2 separate regions of the Hordeum vulgare genome follow, and region 2 is linked to region 1. Evidence: chromatin contacts called from public Hi-C data. All regions are on one chromosome and are shown on one strand. The core of a region is the stretch at or near the end of the contact, and the rest is flanking DNA. Distances in the headings are between cores, read along the strand shown.

The links. A called contact is a pair of places that touch in the nucleus more often than the background predicts.
Region 2: a Hi-C map of leaf shows a contact between it and region 1, with 4 times the contacts expected there. The contact joins two enhancer-like sites. A contact is called at or near these places in 3 of 6 Hi-C or Micro-C datasets (leaf and seedling).

Annotation. Positions count from the first base shown.
Region 1 is chr4H:77,656,518-77,661,970 of MorexV3_pseudomolecules_assembly, reverse strand. No RefSeq gene overlaps it. Among protein-coding and RNA genes, the nearest start is that of LOC123446159, 300 kb to the right of the region's middle. Within about 2 kb of position 1,435, at least 3 of the 3 cell types and tissues checked have open chromatin away from gene starts, as enhancers often do. A contact at or near this core is called in leaf and seedling, where this site is marked.
Region 2 is chr4H:78,529,963-78,535,460 of MorexV3_pseudomolecules_assembly, reverse strand. No RefSeq gene overlaps it. Among protein-coding and RNA genes, the nearest start is that of LOC123446160, 67 kb to the left of the region's middle. Within about 2 kb of position 3,695, at least 3 of the 3 cell types and tissues checked have open chromatin away from gene starts, as enhancers often do. A contact at or near this core is called in leaf and seedling, where this site is marked.

The DNA of each region.
Region 1 (5,453 bases), core at 186-2,685:
CGAAAGATCTTCATGCAACAGCCGCCAGCACAAGCACAAGTGCATCAAATTCTTTCTCGCTTCCACCAATCAACTTGGATGCTAAGCCCAATGCGGATGGTGGTGTGTCTAGGTGTGGTAGGCAGGGGGTTGCAGCTGTCATGTGTCGTAATCGCTGAACTCTATCTGTGTGGCTTCGGATTGTGCTGCCGTGATCTTCATGATTGGCTCGGAAGTTCCATGCCACTACACTTCAGCTATCAGTGAGATAAACCATCGATCTAGTTCCTTTTCATAATATTCGCTTTGTACATGAGAATAGAAAGTTTAATGCCGAAGCGCATGCTCTTGCAAAACCAGCGGTTTCTTTGTCTCCCGGGCGCCACATGTGGCTTGTATCTACGCCCGATATAATATTTATCCCTGTGAACATCCAAATTTAATAAAGGTTATATATGCTTAAAACATACAATACATGCGAGCGAGCGAGCGAAAGAAGCAGTAATATGCTGAGGCCCAGTACGATTGGGAGTGTGTGCTATAGAGATTTTCTGATGTTGACTTCCTATTTTGCGCTGCATGCGCGTTCTTCAATGGACCGACACATCTAACGTCTTTTTTCAATGTTTTTAATCCATCACGACACGACAAATCGAACAAGCGACCTACCGAGCCAAGGCAAGCCGGTATAACCATCACAACAGCGAGCAGGATGTGGTAAACTTCAATTTTTCCCTCTTTTATATTGATTTCCCTTTTTCTTTTTTCTTTTTTCTTTTCCCCTTTTTTTCTATTTTCTCTTCTTTCGGGTAGATAATTTATTTAGCAAACACGTGAATCTTTATGCTAATAGATGAACTTTTTTTGATATTCAATGGATTTATTTTCCAAAATCGATGAAGTTTTTCAAAATAGACAAACTCTTTTCAGAATCGGTGAACTTTTTTCAAATCTGATGCAGTTTTTCATATTTGAGAAACTTTCTTTCAAAATTGATGAACTATGTTTCAAAGTAGATAAACTTTTTCCAGAATGGAAGAACCTTCTCCAGAATCGATGAACATCATTACAAATTGATGAACTTTTTTTAAAATCAACGAACTTTTTTTCAGAATCGATGAACTTTTCTAGGAATCGTTGAATTTTTTTCAGATTTTATGAACCTTTTTTAAAGAGCTGAACTTTTTGTCAAAATGGATGAACTTTTTTCCTAAAATCTGCAAAACTTTTTTTGATTTTACATCATATAAGAAATAGAAAAACTGGGAGGTTTTTTCCTACTGAATCAATAGAAAAAAATAAAAATAGTTGGCAAGTAGCGTGATCCAGCGAAGCGAGCTATCAAACTCAGTTTCGTTTACTAGAGTGAACGAGTGCACTCGTTGACCGGCCCATGCCAACGACGCTGACAGCACCAGCTTTATAATGGACGCCTACAGCGCTGCATAGGAGGTCCCGCCGCTCTTTGCGGCAAAAGGATAGCGCTTCGCACAGAAGCAGCTACCTGGGCTGGCACATTTACAGTGGTAGGAGGAGGCATCTCTTTCGCACATGAAAAAAGGCAAAAATAAGAAAGCGCATACACTATAAATCAATCCCAAAACCTCCTAGCAATTTCCGAGCTGAGCTAGCCGTTCCGCCTAACAAACAATAATGTGAAATTTGCAGCTCCATACGTAAAGGAACAAAAAAACAGCGGTAAACAAAAACAACTGTTCCCAAAAATTCCCCAAAACTAAAAATCGTGAGAGGACCCGAACCAAAGATCTACTGCAAGTGATCCACGTCAATAGCCACCAAAACTTCCAATGATTTACTGTACAAAATAGACGCCCAGTTTATACGAACATTTTATTTAAATTTAGAACGTGGTTTTATTTTTGAGAATTATGAAAGAATTTTAAAAACTCTAAAATTTTGTGAAAATACATTTTTCGGGATCTTAAACATTTTTGCAAAAAAGGAACAAATTATATATTTTTTAAAACCAGAACAGATTTTCTATTTACGCAAAAAAATAAAAATGTATTTTGTTCTAATTTCTGAAGAAATTTTAAAAACACAAACATTTTTTGATAATATGAACAGTCTTTGGAACTATGATTTTTGTTGGAAAATATGTACTTTTTTTTCAAATTCTGATTGTTTTTGGAAACGCGAACATTTTTTGGAAACTCGCACGCTTTTTAAATTTAATATTAAAATATGAAAACTGGTATAATGTTTTTGACTTTTTGAACAATTTTTATTACATAAACATTTTTGGAAAACATAAACAATTTCTTAGAGTATGTACAAATTAGAAACAGGAGCATTTTCAATGTTAGAACAACTTTTAAAAAATAAGAACATTTTTTGAAATTTGAGAACAAATTTAAAACAGGAACAATTTATGAACGTATTTACATTTTTTGAAACAACAACATTTTTTGAACTTGTCTATGTTTGTTGAAAAGGCGAACATTCTTTAGTAAATGAAGATTATTTTTTGAAATTCCCAAAGAAAAGTATAAAACATGAACATTTGTTTGAAATTTGTGAACATTTTTTATAGTGGGAACATTTCTTAAACTCCTAAAAAATAGAAACATGAATATTTTAACAATTTTCTAAAATAGGAACATTTTTTTGAACTCCTAAAAAATCCACATAAATTCTTAATAAAATTCGGAACAATTATTCAAAAACACAAACAAAATTTGAAAAGATAAACATTTGTTTCTCCTCCAAAAAGGGAACCATGAACATTTCCACAAATTCTGACCTAGTTTTGAAAGCTGGAACATTTTTTAAATTTCAAACAAGTTTTTGAAAAGTTGTGAATATTTTAAAGAAAAACAAACTGACAAAATTTTAAAAAATTATCAATTTAGAATTTGGAAATAGTTTTTGAAACATGAACATTTTTTGGAATCATGAAAAATGAACATTTTGCGAACAACTGTTGAAATGTCAACTATTTTGAAAACTTGTGAAGAATTTTTTGAAATTCGAAACAATAATGGAAACAATTTGCTATAATAAGAACATGTTTTTAATTTCTGAAAACTTTTTAAAAAGTACAGACATTTAAAAAAATCATGGACAACAAATAAAAAAATCACAGCGATTTATTAAAAAGTTGAAAAGAAAGAGCAGAAAGAAAATAAAAAATGAAAATGAAATTTTGAAATGAAAGGAATGAAAAGAAAAGAAAAATAAGAAAAAATAAAAAGGAAAAAATGAGAGAAAACAAAAAAAGAAAAAAGAATATGACAAAAACAGAACAAAAAAAAACGATGAAAGAACCTTATAGAATTTTCCTAAAATCAGAAAAAATAGAATGGGAACCTCTGGAACTTTACCAAAACCGAAGACGTTTAAGCGCTTAAACACACTAGCCTATCACTTCGCTGCTCTGTCGCTTGCGTTTGCATAGTGCCGACAGTTTGACGCGACAAGCAGGAAATAGTATTTTCCTTCTCCACCAGGCCTATTTCTACTTGGTGCTTCAGGGGCTACTTATAGGTTTATTTAGGTATTTTTGTAAATTGCGCATACTATTCCAGCACACATCTCTATGATTTAAGATGACCCATTTAATTTTCTTCTGCTTTCTCTTTTTATTGTACGTCCACATGGAGGCTTAGCATGTAACTCATGTATTATGACTTTCGATGCTTCTAGATGCTTCCTTGACAAGTTTTCTTTTGTTTTTCTTTTCAGTTATTTCTTCTTCTTATTTTGTTCTTTCTTGTCAATTTTTTCAATGATTAGTTTTTTTTATCAAATTCCTGATTTTTTTGAGAGATGAACGTTTTAAATCTCTTGGAAGGTTTTTCCAAATTTCATGATTTTTTCCAAATAAATGATTTTTTATGAAATCGTGTTTCTTTATAAATTAGATTTTTTTTTATTCATGGACTTGTTCTGGTGCTCAATATTTTTCAATTCGTGATTTTGTGTTTTGAAACTTTGTAAATTTTTCCCGAATTCCATTATTTTTTTTGAAATTCATGATTTTTTTCAAATCGATGATTTTTTTTCAAATTTGTAAAGTTATTTTGTATTCGTGGTCTTCTTCAAACTAATATTTCTTCTATTTTAAGAACAGTCAATAGTCAATGGGTCAAAGGGTCAGTGGTAAAGGACAAATGACCGAGTGAAGCAGGCTGAGTGATCAATCGAGAAGTTGTTTCTGTATGATGGGCCGACCCAACATACGAGGCACGTGAGTGCTAGCTGGCCTGGCCAAGAGGCCCATAAGGCGTTGTATAGGACCTCTTCTCAACAATTGGTATTTATACTACTATTAAACAATCAAACAAGAACTTTTTTATGTGCACCCAATAAATTGGCCCACAACCAACCAACACCACATGATTAGTTCCACAAATCTAAATCTAACAGTGATCATTAATCTAATCACGGTTCGGTGTACGTTTAGCAATTTAATTTGGCTCACCGCGTACTCCATCATGAGAAAATGCACCGCATCCGCAGGCCCTCTCATCGCACGATAATTGCAGGAAGGAAAGGAAACTGACCTCCCTTGGTCCGCAGCCCCGATGTCGGGCAGCCCCATCTCCTCCATGTCGTCCATCACCACCTTATACCGCGCCGTCAAGTACGCGCACGTTCCTCCACGATCATACTGTCCTCTCGCCTATTCAAGATCTGATTGTCGTCCTGCATGCCGATTTTCCTCAACATCGCGGCCGCCCTACATGCGAGCCTGTCGCCGCCACGGGAGCCTGTCGCCGTTGCCCCATGAGCCCGCCTCTGCTGAGGCTGCTGCCACACGAGCCTGTCGTCGCCGCGCCAACCGGTTTCCGCTGAGACCTCCGCCTCGCGAGCCCGCATGTGATGCACCCGCCGCTGCTGCGCGATAGCCTGCCCACCACACGGGCACATCTCCATTGCGGCAACGTCCGCTTGAGAGCCTGATCCCCCCGTGATGGTCAACGTCATGGCGCGTCGATGCTCGCTCCTCCTCCTCGCCGTTGCGATGGCGTTTGGGGCGGCCGGTGACTTCTCCAGGGATGTGACAGGGGGGCTACCTTCTGTACGATTGCGACCCGGATCCGCGGCCATCCACCAAGGGCACCGCGTTCGCCGCCAACCTGAGCTCGCTCCTCGGCGCACTCCCATCGGCCGCCGCTCCATCTGGCTTCGCGTCCCTCCGGTCCGGGTCCGTGTCCGGGTCCGGGTCCGGCAAGGGCACAACGTTCGCCCGAGGCCTCTGCTTCGGCGACGGCGACTCCACGGCGCGGGAGGACTGCCACGAGTGCCTCACGCTCACCGTCAAGCGGGCTTGGCCCTGCGACGGCAACCGGCACGCCGCCTTCTAGAACGACGGCTGCTTCCTCGCCTACTCCGACACCGACGCCCCCGTGTCCACCGAGGACGACGACGTCGACGGGACGGCGACGTGCGCCGATGGATGACCTTCGAGGCCTACGACGCCGTCGCTTACCCCGGTTCTACGACGTGGG
Region 2 (5,498 bases), core at 2,446-4,945, 870 kb before region 1:
TCGAAAAGGGAAAACGTAGGAAAAACATGTTTTCTGTTTTTTCTATCGCGAGAGGCATAATTTTTTTGGTTCGTTATTTTTCGTGATAAGAAAAGTTCGTCAAAACCCATCAACGTGGGACATAGTTTTAAAGATCTCGACGCGAGAAACCCAATGGTGAAAATAGTACAAGATTTGAACGCATGATTTCGGAGATAAAATGTTTTGAAAATACGTATCTACGAAGAAAGAAAAACTTCCAGGTTGTGGAAAATGGCATGCATGCAGTGTGCCATTTGTCATAACCTCGGGAGGTGAAAATGATCTTTAAAATGTGTACTCTTCAATTTATGATTTCGAATAGGTTCTATACGTGCTATAAGCGAGATATAACATTCGCGCATGGATACCACCACTTGTACGGGATCGGTTCTCACGGCCTTTGTTTTTATTAGGCGGCTCCTACGAATCAACATGCTGATTTCTAAGAGAAATCAGTCGGGTCGCCAGCCATTTGATTTGTTTAACTCAGCCCTCAGAAAAAATTCATCGCACATATCCTTCTCCCATGCCGCATCAACCATCCCCTCCTTCGCTCCCTGTCTAGCCGTAGCAAGGCAGCAACGCGCCGCCACTTCATCGCTTCATGGCTGCCCCCGAGAAGTACTTCATTACAACACGGGAGCCACTGACGAGCACTGCAACGCAGCATTGGGTATCACCGGCGAGAGCTCCATTAGGGCACCAAACGTTGCGCTACAGCTTCGAGCCCGCCGACGAGTGCTGCAACGTAGCACTGGGAGCCACTCGCGAGAGCTCCATTGGAGCACCGAGCTTCGAGTTTGCCGGCGGGAGCTCCATTGGAGCACCAAGTGCTCCGTTGGCGAGCTCCATAGGAGCATCGAGCGCTGTACTGGAGCTTCAATAGCCGTCGGCGAAGCCGCTGGTGAGAGATCCATTGCAACACCGCCTACGGCGAGCTCGATGGGGATAGCGACGCCTCTTGTGCTGCACTGCAGCTCCGTCGCCGTGGCGATATCCACGGAAACGCAGGTCCCCCTGGTGATGAGCGGCGCCCGCCTCCGGCCTCCCCGTGTGGAGGAGACCGATCTATTCGAAGAGATAAGGGTAGAGCTTGGAGACACACGGAAATCGATGGACAGCCCACACGGGCACGTGTCACGCAGCGTAAGCGTACTACGTTTCGTTGTCATCATCCTCATCCGACTGATTCTATTCGTTTTCCTTTTTATTATCAAGGTGCAACAATCGCGTGTGACAACAGTCTAGCTCGGTCATCTTGCTCATGCATGAAGAGGCAGTTATATTAAGAAGTCGGGTACAGCTAGCACACGTGAATATGTATTGACGTATCACGTACCCCTAGCGCATGCTACAGTTAGATGAGTTGGACCATTTAAGTTTTTACTTACATTGTTTAACATTGGTTGAGTAGTGGGTTCTCTTTTCCTTTTCTATTTAATTTTTAATTCTTGATTTATTTATTAATAACGAAGCATTTATTAAATCATGACTGTTTTTTGGAGTCATAAATTTATTTTGTATTTCTAGGCTTTTTATAATTCGCGAAAAATAGGCGATTTTTTGTTTCACCAATATTTTATAATTTCAAAAAAATATGCAACTAATATTAAAAAGCATGAATATTTTAGTTCATAAAAAAATAATGTAATTTAATTTTCTGAAATTGTTAACATTTTTTCCAAAATTGCGAACATTCTTTTGAAAATCCAAAATAAATTTTGTTCATGAAAACATTCAAAATCGATTCATGAATATGAATTGTTCATGTAGTTCGATGAACAATTTTCAAAACATTGAATTTTTTGGAAAACTTTAAGACTTTTAAAATCGAAATTTTATTTTCAATAAATTTAAGACGAACTTTAATTCATGAACAATTTTGAAAAGAACGAGCTTTTGAGTTCACGGACATTTTAATTATTAGAAGGATTTTTGAATTTAATAATTTCAAACATTTTAAAACTTCATAAACAAATTGATTCACAATTTATTTTCATTATTAGAAGGTTTTTTAAATTCTTGAACATTTTCTGAAATTATGAACTTTTTGAAAATGCGAACATTGTTTGAATTCATGGACATTTTAAAATTTAAGACAATTTTCCAAAATTATGTTCACTTTTTAAAATCACAAGCTTTTGAGTTCGTTTGAATTCGTGAATAATTTTCAAAATCTTGACCATTTTAAAATTTGCTAAGTTTTTCCAAATTGATGCTTTTTTTAAGTTGTCAACATTTTTTCACAATTTTAAACATCTGTTTTTGAAAGCACGAGAATTTGAAATAATCAAGAACACTTTTGAAATTCAGCAACATTTTGTACCATCGCAGTTCTTTTTTAATTACAAAACCAATTTAGAAATGATAGAGATTTTTAAAAATTGCGAACGATTTGATGTAACTCATGATAGTTTTATGATTGAGTGTTTTTCGAATTATTATTTTTTCTATTCGTGGATATTCTGTTCATATTCACGAACAAATTTTAAATCATAAAAAATATTAAATTCATGGTTTTTGTTGAATTAGCAAAAAAGACTGAAATAGGAAACTTCTTTCAAAATTCTGGTACGTATTTGAATTCATGAACATTCTTAGATTTCACTTTTTTTTAATTCTAACATGTTTCATTGCGAACATTTTGTAAAATTCACGGTCATTTTTGGCGTTTGTGAATTTTTTTTGACAAATTAAAAAAATAATAATATATTTCTCATTATTCCAATTCAAAAACATTTTGTTATATTCGTGAACATTGTTTTTGCATTTGACATTTTTGACATTCTTGAACTTTTTTGCAAACATATTCGAGATTCTTGATTTTTTTTTCATTTAGAAAAATATTTGGAATCTTGAACTTTTTTTTAATACATGAACATTTTCTAAACTCGCTATCAAAATTGTAATTTTGGAACATTTTTCAAGTTCCCTAACAATTTTTCGAATTGTGAATATTCTTTAGTACGTGAACATATTATGAATCATGAACAATTTTATGTTGTCGCAAATAATTTTGAATTCACAATGCTTTCTATATTCATGAATATTTTTCAAAATCGTATTTTTTCACGAACATTTTTATACCAATTTTTCTTCTTTCTGTTTTTAAGAGCTAGTATCTCAATACAAGGAATTTATAAAATGCAATTGCTTGTTTCTTTTTAGCTGTCAAAGCAGAAAAAGAAAGTAAAAAACATGTGAAAAGAAAGAAAGTAAGGGAAATATATATAGGTGGAGGAAAAAAAGGCAACGAGGAATCATATGTGAAAGAAATTTGAGCGAGTTGATCACTTGATCTTAAAAAACGAGCAAGCGAGAGCTGGTCAAGGGCCACAAATTCTGATCTTAAAAATACCAGGGGGTGTTAGTCCTGGAATGGAGGCAATTCATTAATAAAGTCTTTCCAAAGTCTTGTGATATTTCCAAACCGAATATCAATCTTCTTACCTATCATGTAAATATTTTTAACCTTTAAAGGAGCTTTCCAACACGAGGAGTCTAAAAATCTAAGCACCACAGAGGCCATTTTTTTTAAATACCATGCACGTTCGAACTCCGAACTCACAAACCTCTGTGTGTTTCCTCGAAAAGTGGGCCAGCACACTGTGAGCAGGCATAGGCAGTCAAACGATCAACACTCACAGCAAGCAATACGGGGAACTCCTACCTGCCGCTCGCTGCGGAAGGGAGTCCCTCCCACGCACAGCCTGACCCCCGACATGCCGGTCCAGTAGGCGCGCCATACTGTAGTTTTTTTTCTTTCTGTTTTTTCTTTTTTGTGTCCTTTTTCTTCCCGTTTTCTTTTTTCCATTTTTTTATCAAAACGAACAAACGTTGAATTTATTAAATCATTTTTAACAACATGAATGCTTTTATCAGGGTAAAAAATTGAAAACACGAACAATTTTTTAAAGGATGAACGTTTTGGAATCTTGAGAACAAATTTATAAATCAAGAACAATTTTGAGAAATCCTGAACAAATTGAGGGCCACGAACAAATGTTTAAAGCGTGTATAAGTTTTTAAAAGCACGAACATTTTTTAAATCTTGCAAACAAATTTTGAAAATGAGAATAATTTGGAAATATCTTGAGGAACTTCATGAACGTGATTTTTTTAAATACAAACAATTTTTCAATTTTGAGAACAAATTTCTAAAAACAAGAACATTTTTGAAAAAGCATTTCAAAAATCCATAACATATTTTGTAATTCCAGAACATTTTTGTAAAAAATCAAAAACATGTTTCGAGTTTTTAGTTCAATTTTTAAAATTCCGAACATTTTTTAAAAGTAAGAACATTTTTTTTGAAAAAAGAAGAAACATTTTCCAAATTTGAAGAATATTTTTTTAAACCGAATACATTTTTGGAAAATACAGAACATTTTTCTCAAAAATAAAAACATTTTTCAGATTTTCAGATTTTTTTTTGAAAACCACAATTTTTTTTGAAAATGCAGAAACTCCAGAACATTTTCGAAACAGAAGCAGGAAAATAATATTTCTGAAAGCCCGAATAAATTTAGTAGCGTGAGCAAGTTTTTAAAAGCACGAACATTTTATAATCTTGAGAACAAATTTTCAAAATGATAACAATTTTGAAAAATGCTGAACAAATTCATAAATATTTTTGAAACAAAAAAGGAAAAAAGAAGAAGAAAATAGTAAAGAATAAAGAAAACAAAAAAAACCGGTTCAAGAAACATTCTAGAAAGTTTCCAAAACGGGGAAAAACGGGTGGATAAGTCTAGGAGGCCCCAAAACCGGGATCCCTAGAACCGGTAATAGGCCGGCCCAGATAGCATCGCTCCCTCGTCATCCTGTGCGAAACCCCGATATATTGATGCAAAGAGCGACAAAATAGCGTTTTCCGATGATACGTAGCTCGGAGAGATTCTATGCGAGAGTATTTGTTTGTTTAAGGTATGAATAGTACTGAGTTAGCCCATTTCAGCGTGGAGATTGAAAAATGGAGCCCCCAAGGAATCGAACCCTAATCGCAGCGGAAACAACTAACGACTACGTCAACTTTGAGTTACTACTCCCGCCGTTCCTAAATAAATATAAGTCTTTTAAGAGATTTCACTAAGGAACTACATACGAAACAAAATAAGTAAATCTACACTCTAAAATGTGTCTATATACATCCGTATGTAGTTTCTTAGTGAAACCTGTAGAAAGACTTATATTTAGGAACGGAGGAAGTAGTTAGTAGTAGGACCGCTTCCTACTAAAGGCGACCAGAGTCAGGTTTTCTACTTTTTTTTCTTTTTTTTCTTTTCTTTTCTTTAATACCCTTTTCTTTTTTTTTCCCATTTTTGGGTTTTCTTTTATTTGTTTTTGTTTTTATGCTACATTGCTTTATACAAGATCAACATTTTTTTTAAATACTTGTTCAACATTTTTTAAATATTTATTCAATAATTTTCAAATAATTGGGTAAAATTTTGATATACATGACCAACATTTTGAAT